Regions from separate parts of the Mus musculus genome. Here region 1 is linked to region 2. The links are chromatin contacts, called in public HiChIP or PLAC-seq maps. All regions are on one chromosome and are shown on one strand. Each heading gives the region's core, a stretch centred on a gene start, on an enhancer-like site or on the middle of the called end of the contact. The rest is flanking DNA. Distances are from core to core; before and after follow the strand shown. Region 1 overlaps Mier1 (MEIR1 treanscription regulator). Region 2 holds the start of Mier1 (MEIR1 treanscription regulator).

Region 1 (4,732 bases), core at 1,705-4,204, 47 kb after region 2:
ACAGTTGGTAAACTTTTATGAGAGGAACTGATATTCTGAGTCTGTCAGCTTTCATTTTATTTTGCTAAGATTTTTCTAATGACTTTTTAAGTGTGTGTGTAGTTAACCAAGTCATGTTTCTTATCCAGGTGGTAAAAGCATTCATAAAGAATTATGAACATGCGTTATTTTCAAACTTCTACTTACTGACAAATAATTTGGGATGTCTAAATTTCAGCATGATACTCAGATTACAAGCTTGTTTGCATTTGCTATAATTTTATAAATTAATTTTGAAACAAAACAAAAACTTACCGTCAGCTTAAGTGCGTAGATGTATCATGCTGAATAGAATCCTGTTCAGTTGCTCTCATGTGCCCTATAAGATTTCTCATCGTTTCCATTAAGTCAACAGAAGGGGAAGACCAGGTGATGTTGCAATATTGCCACATCCAAGGAGTAACTGTTGACAGGTAGCAATATTCATTTTTATGAGAAAATAATGGTTTTAAGAATTTTCAGATTTTTCCAGTTGTAATCCAGTTTGTCAGATTTGATAGTTTTTCCAAAATGAAACACATACAAAATAATCATTGTTCTGTGTGATTTTTAAAAAGGGTTATCTGCACTAGCCTTGTATGGATGGGTGCCATTTTATTTTTAGTGCAAAATTCTTCTTAAAAAATGTAGTTTTTTACAGCTGATAGACCAATCTATCTCCAGACTGTTTTTTAGCGAATGATTATTAGCTATGTTTTCTCACACAGGCACATCCCCAAATGCTGCTTTCAGTTTGATCTCAGCCATCAGTTCAAGAGCCAATGCTCTCAAAGGCAGATCTGTGCTCCTTTCACAGGCTCAGTTGTCTGATGCAGGTTGGGTAAAGGTTCGCACTGAGAATGATCGCCCAGGCCTCTCCCTCAGAGTATTCTTAGATTTGTCCAGACTGCTTCCTTTCCCTCGACCAGTATTGGAAGGCACTTTGACAGTACATCACATAATATGCATTTATTGTTTTTGCAGAAATATCCCAGTAAGTCAGTTTCAGATGGAAGTGCTAAGAAGCATGAGAGGATTTTGTTTGTTTGTTTGTTTTATTGAAAACCATTAATTTATCCAGAATGGCAGTAGGTCAAGTAGCTTTAGCAGATGGATCATAGCCTCTGTTTCCCTGCCCACCCCCACCCATTTCTATTATCTCTCTTTTTTCTGTGTTTTTTTTTTTTTTTTTTAAAAACAACAAAAACAAAACAGAGTCTCACTGTGTAGCCCAGGCTGGCCTGGAACTTAACAATCCTTCTACCTCAGCCCTCTAATGCTGAGATTGAAGGTGTTTCCCACCACACCCAGCAACAATCTATTCTCTAAAGCAGGTTTTATTAAATGAGTTCAAACCATTCTAACTCTTTGTCACAGATGGTCTCTAGGAATGTTTTTTTAAAAAACAGTGATGCTTTTTAATCATTACACTATTGGAGGTGTCAGCCCACCTTTTAAAGGCTACAACTGCTGGGCAAGTTCCTAGAGTTCTTGAAACTGTTGTTACAGGAACTTTTTAAGGAATTTCTCAGGCATGTTGGGAAATGTGCCAGGTGTATATGTGTTCATATATCTTACTTTTCTTTTTAAAGTATGCATAATGAAACATTTCTCTAATACACGATGCTCAGCTTTTCCAAACTACATTGTTCTGTGTTTGTACAGGTATTTCACCCTTTGTTCAAAACTGCAGCCACTGAAACTTAAGTCATTGCACTTTTAAACAACTTGGCAATATCATGAGTAATTTGTTAAAGGTTTAGTATATTTCATAACTCTTGAGCACTTAAGTAATTGAGATGAGAAAATAAGCCTTCAGGAGTAGGGATGTAGCTCAGTAGTTTGACTGTTTTGCCCAACGTGCATATGAAGCCTGGGTTCCATGCCCAGTACCACATAAACTGGGTGTGGTGGCACATGCCTGTCATCCTAAGCACTTGGGAGGTGGAGGCAGGAGGATCAGAAGTTCAAGGCCGTCCTCACCTACATAGTGAGTTGGAGGCAAGCCTGAGATACCTGAGATGCTGCCTCAAACAGAAATGTCTCTGTTGGTAGTTAGCATTGTCATTTTCCTTTGAAACACAATGTTTATGATGTATTCTCAGTAAGGTTCAGAATCTGTAACTCAGCTCAACGCGGATCTGTTGAGCTTTAAAATGTATTTGAAGTAATTTAAGTAGGCATTCAAAATTATAAATTAGATGTTTTTAAATTTCTGCATAATAATTTGCACTGTAAAATATGTCCTTCCTCCCATTTCCTTCTGCCATTCTGATATGCTCATTAAAATATTTTTGTAAACATACTTGTGTGGTGTCTAGTTATTTCACTGTTTTAATTTCAGTGTTTAAACTCTGTGCTGCTCGGAACACACAGTGAAGGTTGTACTATCCCTGTGCCTCCATGCCCACGAACAGTGCAATCAACGGTTTTTCTGTGGTCTTGGTTTTAGTTACCTGACATTGGATTGTTTTCTGTCTGTCTTTTTTAATATGGGGGGAGGTGTTGGAGTTTGTGTTTTGTTGGTTTGGTCTCTTATGTAGTTCTGAGTGAACTGGAGCTTACTACATAGACTCAAGAGATCTGTCTCCCAAATGCTGGGATGTTACACCTAGACATGCAGCCCAAACTGCCTTTGAGCTTGTTTCAAGTGATAGAATTAAAGTATATACCACCATGTTGGGGCCGGCCAGTGGCTCACATGTCCGGGTTCGAGCTGGAAGGCATCTTGGAATCTGGAAGAAAAGAGGGAGCCTGGGCAGGTTGAGAAATAATGGAACCAAGACAACTAGTCTGCTCAAGGTTCAAATTTTTAATGGCAGACACCCTTTATAAAAGGGGGAAAGTCCATTCCCGCCAATTCATCCTTGGAGCCTGGAACCAGCTGCAGGTGATAGGGTGTAGTCTCCAGAATAGCTCCAGGCCTCAGCAGGTAGCAGTATCTTGAAGAGGAACAGCAGCAGTGGCAGAATAGAGTGATCTGGGGAGGAAGGCTCCACCCTAGGTAATCTCCTTAGTGGCAGCAAGGTCAAGTTCTGGCTCAGCCTGCTTCAGGCTTGTGGGAGGCTACACCACCACACCTGGGAAAAGGGGTATATCTTTTTTCTTATCTCCCCAGAGAGGCTTTACTCTGAAGATCACCATTACCCTCATTCTCTGAACTATATAATTAAAAATTATTAGTTTTCTTTTTCAGTGAAGTTCATACCACTTATTTTGCAAAATAAAACATCACAACATTTATTGTTCTGTTGGTAGGTAACCCATAGTGGTACTTGGGGTATCTGAGTGTTGGTTCACTTTCATAAGCAACAGTTGCAGTGTGTCTAACTGACAGTCACCATTAGCAGCCATACGGGCTTTCCCAAGTGTCACCCAGCACATTGGAAGAATGATTTTTCAGATTTTAATCTTGATTTTTTTTCTTTATGCCTCGTAATTCTGGTCACTTAGAATTTTTAAAACTCATACAGGATCACCCACTCAAGTTAGCCTTCTGAGGTCATGTATTTTATTATCCAAACTGATGGTCTTCCTATGCTAGGACATGGAAAGTGACATAAAGATGTATTTAAATTTTTGTTTTAAGTAATTTGAGCTGGGTGTGGTGGCCCATGCCTTTAATCCCAGCACTTGGGAGGCAGAGGAAGGCGGATTTCTGAGTTCAAGGCCAGCCTGGTCTACAGAGTGAGTTCCAGGACAGCCAGGGCTACACAGAGAAACCCTGTCTCGGAAGAAAAGTAATTAGAACAGATTCAATGGCTAAATAGCCGTATCTGTGTCCTAGCGCCTGGGAGGCAGCAGCCAGGGGGTCAGGTCAAAGTTGAAGGTCTTTGCCTGCCTATACAGCAAGTTTACAGCCTGCTTGGGCTAAAAGGGACACTTTTTCTTTCTTTTGTATTTGCTTTTTTGGGAGGGTAGTGGGGTGGTTGTCTTCAAGACAGTTTCTCTGTGTAAGCTTGGCAGTCCTGGGACTCACTCTGTACACTGAGCTGCCTTGAATTCATAGAGATCTGCCTGTTTCTGCATTCTTCTCGAGTGCTGGCCATCATCACCCAGCCATAAATTGTCTATATATACACTATGTACACATTATCTGGTGCAGAACACTGAAGCTATATAAACTACAGCCATATTCTAATTTTTCTCAATCTAAACTGACGATGAAGATTTCCTCATTTAGCTTGCAGTGGTGGTGCATCCCTTTCATCCCAGTTCTTGGAAGGCAGAGGCAGGCAGATTTCTGAGTTCAAGGCCAGCCTTGTCCCGTCCAGCAGGACTTAGTTATTCTGTTTGGCCGTGTTTCAAGATGTCTTGATCTGGACACTTGAGTAATCTTGTGATATGCAGAACCCCTAAGCTGGCTCGAGGTACAGGAACTGATGTCACAAGGCTGTGAGCACACATGCCATCATAAAGGAACCCTCTTGTCCCTAGAGAGCACCAGATAAGGACAGGTTTATAATCTTACCTAAAATCCTCCAGCCAGCATTTCTGACAGAAAGAAGATAGTTTTTCAAAATACTGAGCTCACATTTGTAAAAACAACCCATTGACAAAACATTTAGGTCCACATCAAAGTACTCCTGTAGGTTAACAAATTTCAGGGTAGATTTTGTTGCCAAATGAGTTTGGCAACTCAATAATAATAATAATAATAATGATAATAATGATAATAATAATAATAATAGTAATAACTCATAATAATAATTAA
Region 2 (4,819 bases), core at 474-2,973:
GCCTGATTTTCTGACTTTGAGGGCTCACTCAGTAAGTAGTTAAGGAATCTTGAGTCTGCTCTTTACCATAGTTGAAATTTTTATTAATGTTTTAACTGAAGAATCAAAGACTCAATAGACTAAAGCAACTTGAACTATAATACTAAAATTCAGCAATACTCCAGTTTTCCCTTCAGTGGCCAGCAATAATCCACATATATTTACCTTGCATATTTTAGTGCAAACTGCCCCCTGAACCCTTTATTATTTTTAACCTGTGCCCACATACATCCATTAGTTTTTGTCTTCAGGGTTTTTTTTGTTTGTTTGTTTTTTTGTTTTTTCATCCAGTGAGAACTATTTGGATAAGAGCTGACATTTTAAAAAGTCCAAGGTAGTCCCTTAACTTAATATAACTGTATCAGTGCTAAAATATTTATTTCCCTCCAAGAATTTGTGGGGGGAGGAAGCTTATATAATCTTTAAAATAAAGTGAAAATACTATAACAAGTGCAGTAAATGGTAAGAATTGTTTGTAGATTTGGGAACCTTAAAAGTTTTCCTTTCTCTTCTTTCCCTTGCTTTTCTTTCAGTAGAAAATGTGCATCAGATGTTTATGTTTAATTGGTTTACAGACTGTCTCTGGATTCTTTTCCTGTCAAATTACAAGGTAATGTCCTTTCACTTAGCAGCTACTTCGTATACCTATACATGCAGTTTATTCATGCACAAATTGTTATTGGGCTTAAGACTTTCAAGTTCATGTCCAGTGTTAAGAAATGGGAAAAGGCTTGATGGAATCTAGAATTTTAAGGAAATAGAAATCATTTCAGAAATCAGCATTCTCCCAAGTGCATTATAAGTATGATGTTTAAGAAAGTTGTATGTACACATTTGTGCAATGATTTTTTTAACCATGGTATATTCCTCAGAGGTAATGAGTATCATTTAACTGATTGATTTTTGGTAGTCATTTTTGAAAAACTTAATCATGTCGGAAAAAACGCTGGCCTTTAACAACAACAAAAAAAAAGCTTTTAAACTTACTGCCCATTTTAATATCTGCCTAAATTATCTACTTTAGGGAACCAGATAAATCATTGGCCCTGGCCATTATCAGTATGGACCTCAAGGCCAGTTAGCAGTGCATTAAAACAAACTTTCTACTTGCAAGTATTTTAGGCATTGCAAATATGTACGTTCTGTCTCCGTGCAGTCAAGTAGGCATATCCATAGAAGAGCATTACTTTACATTTGAAACTTTTGTATATTTGTGCAAAAATTCATCCGTGGCAGAGCTGTGTTGCTCCTGGCATCACAAAAAGTGAGGAAAATGTAATGTTCTCTACTCTTCATCTTTGCGCTGGGCCAATTTGGGGGAGTTGGAGTTTTCTTGCTAGGAATCACCAGGGGAAGTATTTGTCAGAGCGTTTCGTGTTGCTGTCGCGCCCAGGCAACATCTCTTTCCCAGCAAAAGCACTTCAGAAGTGACCGACCGGTAGAATAGGAGGTTTTTTTCTCCTGCAAAGTGAGTACCCTGAGGGGACCTCTCCGGACCTCGCGCGCGGACTGCCCCGGGCTCGCCCGGGCCCGCCCCTCGCGCGCTCCCCCGGGACGGCGGCCGCGGGATCGCGCGCTCCCTGCTCCGCGCGCGCCCGCTGGCCTCTCCCCTCCCGTCCCGCCGAGCGGGGCGCCGCGAGGGGGCGGAGCGGGGTGTGGTGGCGCGCTCGGGCGGCTCCTGCGCGTTCCCGCCGAAGCGGCGGCGGAGAAGGCAGCGGGAGCCCCGCGGCCCAGGCGCACATCCGGGTTCTGGCCGCGACCCGCCGCGGCGATGTGACCCGGTGGCGCGGCCAACATGGCGGAGGTAAGAACGAGCGCCCCTCCCCGGCGGGGCCTCGGTGGAGGGCTGCGGGCGGGAGGCGCGGGCCTGCCGGGGCCGGGCCTGCGGCGCCGCTGCCCACCTGTTGTCCGGCCCGGCCGCTCGGCTGGGCTTCCCGAAACTAAGTTGGGCGCGGAGGCGCCGTCGGACTTGAGGCAGTTGGGAGGCGGCCGCTGCGGGAGGAGCGGGCGAGGGCGCCCGTCCGGAAGCCGCCCAGGGCGCAACTTCGCCGGCCGGCGCGGCCCGCGGACTCCTCTCTGCCTGCTCCCGCGAACTTTCTTCCCTCGCGAGCCCAGAAGTCGCTGCTCCCGCCAGCCCGCGTCACCCCCGCCAGCCCGCGTCACCCCCGCCAGCCCGCGACTGCTGACCTGCCGTCTAGGCAGGGGGCGAGCAGGCTGACACACCTTGGGTTAGTTTAGTAGTTTTCCTGATAGTGGAGAGGTGAGCAGGAGAAATTAACCCAGTAGGCCCTATCCAGCTTGGGACTCTTCCCCCTGGCCGAACCTCCAAGTTTCTTTTCCACGCTATAGCTCCTGAACCAACTAGGCTAAAAACTTACAAATCAAAGGTGCCTGTAATTATTTACCTTTTATTTTGCTCTTCTTAGAGAAAACTTTTCTTGTTTCTCTTGTCCCTCTGCTGTAGGATAGAACCCAAGGTTCTTGTCAAGGCAGATAAGCAAGCGCTCTACTACGAGCCACATCCCCCCCTCCCCCCCAGCCTTAGCTTCATTTCCTAGTAAACAAGTTCCTTTGGTTAGTGTTCTCAGATGGGTAGGCAAGCAAGTTGCTTTAGGTGTAATTAGATCTTAGAATGTGCTGTAGGAAATTTTAATATTTTGTCTGGTTTTAAGCCATCGGTCCTGTGGTTTGTTTAATTTTTAGTCGGTGAATTTCGTTACTGTTTGTTCCCCCTGAGTTCATATTGTTATATTTGGACTTAATGGGATCTCTCTTGAGGCAAATCTTGTAAACACTTGATTAATAAAGCAGTAAGATTGCTAAACATCTTCATGTTTTTCTGTCGAGAGCACCCAAAAATAGATTGAGGAAGTATTTGATTTTATTTACCACTTAGCTCTCAGTTTTCAACTCCTTCATTTGCTAAATGAAGCAGAGAAGTAGAGAGTGACTACTTTTGTTTATACATAATATCTGTAAGCCTTGGGCTACAGAAACATAAGATGTGCCTTTCCTGTACCAGTCAAGCTTCCTGGAGTGTTAACTTGTTCTTCTGTTATACAGTGACCTTTAGGTTGATGTTCTGAAATTTTAAATGTTATTTATTTATTTGCTACTAAAAGAAGAGGAGCTTTCCTGGAAGCTGGACTGTTTGCTGCCAGTATTGAGAAGACTTGATATTACTTAGCGCTAAAACGCATTAGTTGTGTTTTCAGGTGGTTTTTTTCCTATTCATAGTCAAAGAATTGCAAGACATGAGTAGTGGTCGCATTACTTTTACTTGACATAGATATGCCTGGGTGTGATCCACCAGCCTTTCTTCCCTGGGCTCCTGTGCTACAAGAGGAAGTAGAGTGTATAGATGGCTTTTCAGGCATCTTATCAGCTAACCTTCCCTGGGCTCCCGTTTGCTGAAAATCTACAGGATATATGTAGTATTTGCTACACTGCTGTGCTGTGGCCTCAGGTCTATGTGGTTGGACAGTCACACTCCGTGGCACGTTATTGATACGAAAACACGGAAACCTAAAGAAACGTCACCAAAAAAACTGAGTGCCAGCATGCAGTGTTTTGTTATAGAAATGAAAAGTGGCTGCATTCATGTGAGAATGGGAGAAGTGTGCCCACCTTGGCCACTATCTTGTTCTCTAGTGTAAGCTGCTCTTCTTAGGTATCCCATCATGTGGAGAGGGAAGACTTGGGGCTTGCAGGAACAGGTGGATGGGTCAATCTTAGGAACTTGACTTTCATTTTCATTGCATTGTTTAATGACCTGGTATATATTTTATATTCTTAAATTGCCTATAGGTTGCCCTTTGCTTTGACTGTGTAGGATACAACCCAAGGGTCTCATAAACTTAGAGGAGTAAAGGAATTTTACATGTCAACAAAAATATCCTAAAATAGGTGAAGAGAAAAGTAAATTTATAATTTTCCTTGTCTCAGTTTTTTAATAATTGAGGGTTTTTTTTTTTTAACAGTAATCCTGGAAAAAAAATGGTGGCGAGATGATTGGTTAACAATGTTTTACCTCCGTATAGACTTTTCATGGGGTTATTGTTTATGATGTATGCAGCAAACATTTGCATTCTGAACTGTTGTGCTTTTGAGTAAGAGGAGCTGGGGCAGTGTCCATTTATTTTTAAATGTAGGGGACTTGACACTCACTAAAGAAGTGAGGCTTCGGACCACATCTTAAGTATTCTGCTCTCCCCTCTTCCGAGAATGCGCCTGACCCTATTTTTCCAAGAAAAGTACTTGATTTGTGAACTATAACTGGCATTAAATATGATTGGAGTTGGTAGCAGTTCATTTTTATACGGATCTTTGTCATCTTCGTGAACTCATATAGGAAGAATACATTTAGTGGTTCTTCAATTTTGGTAACATTAAATGAATTTGTTGTACACAGAAGAGTTAGTACATGTTCCCCTTCGTAGTTCTTTCGTAATATTTCTCAGCTTATTATCCCTTAAGATTACATACTGTAAGGTTATTGAAGCAGGCTCTCATAGTTACACTAAAGGGAGGAAAGTACAAAGAAGTCACAGTTTTACAAAGTCAGCGAGGAGGAAAAAATAAGGGGAAGAAATAGTTGATCCTTAGGGCTTTTTAAGGAGTGTGGTGCAGGGACCTTTGGGAACAAAGAATTTTGTCATTTAAATTTCAGAGTATGTAAACATAGATGGATGCTAAAAGAAAAAAAAAGCCACAGTACAATTTAAGATCTTTTTCACCTGAACTTCACATCGCTAACAAAATATTTAAATGGACTTCCTTA

The links. HiChIP or PLAC-seq counts read pairs in DNA pulled down with a chosen protein or histone mark.
Region 1: an H3K27ac HiChIP or PLAC-seq map of embryonic stem cells shows a contact between it and region 2, with 6 read pairs. The contact joins the enhancer-like site here to the promoter of Mier1 in region 2. A contact is called at or near these places in 4 of 39 promoter capture datasets (erythroid cells, liver, macrophages and 1 more), 14 of 484 Hi-C or Micro-C datasets (CD8 T cells, DN3 thymocytes, cranial neural crest and 11 more), 4 of 115 datasets of contacts at active chromatin or transcription factors (the SCID.adh cell line, double positive thymocytes and embryonic stem cells) and 3 of 9 other capture datasets (adipose tissue, liver and pancreatic islet).

The regions. Positions count from the first base shown.
Region 1 is chr4:103,163,432-103,168,163 of GRCm38.p6, forward strand. It overlaps Mier1 (MEIR1 treanscription regulator), which reads left to right. Exons shown (of 13, transcript NM_001039081.2): 13 at 1-2,323. Among named protein-coding and RNA genes, the nearest start is that of Mier1, 46 kb to the left of the region's middle. Within about 2 kb of position 2,955, at least 8 of the 459 cell types and tissues checked have an H3K27ac peak or open chromatin away from gene starts, as enhancers often do. A contact at or near this core is called in embryonic stem cells, where this site is marked.
Region 2 is chr4:103,117,667-103,122,485 of GRCm38.p6, forward strand. Mier1 (MEIR1 treanscription regulator) reads left to right here and starts at 1,724. Exons shown (of 13, transcript NM_001039081.2): 1 at 1,724-1,843. The coding sequence starts at 1,835.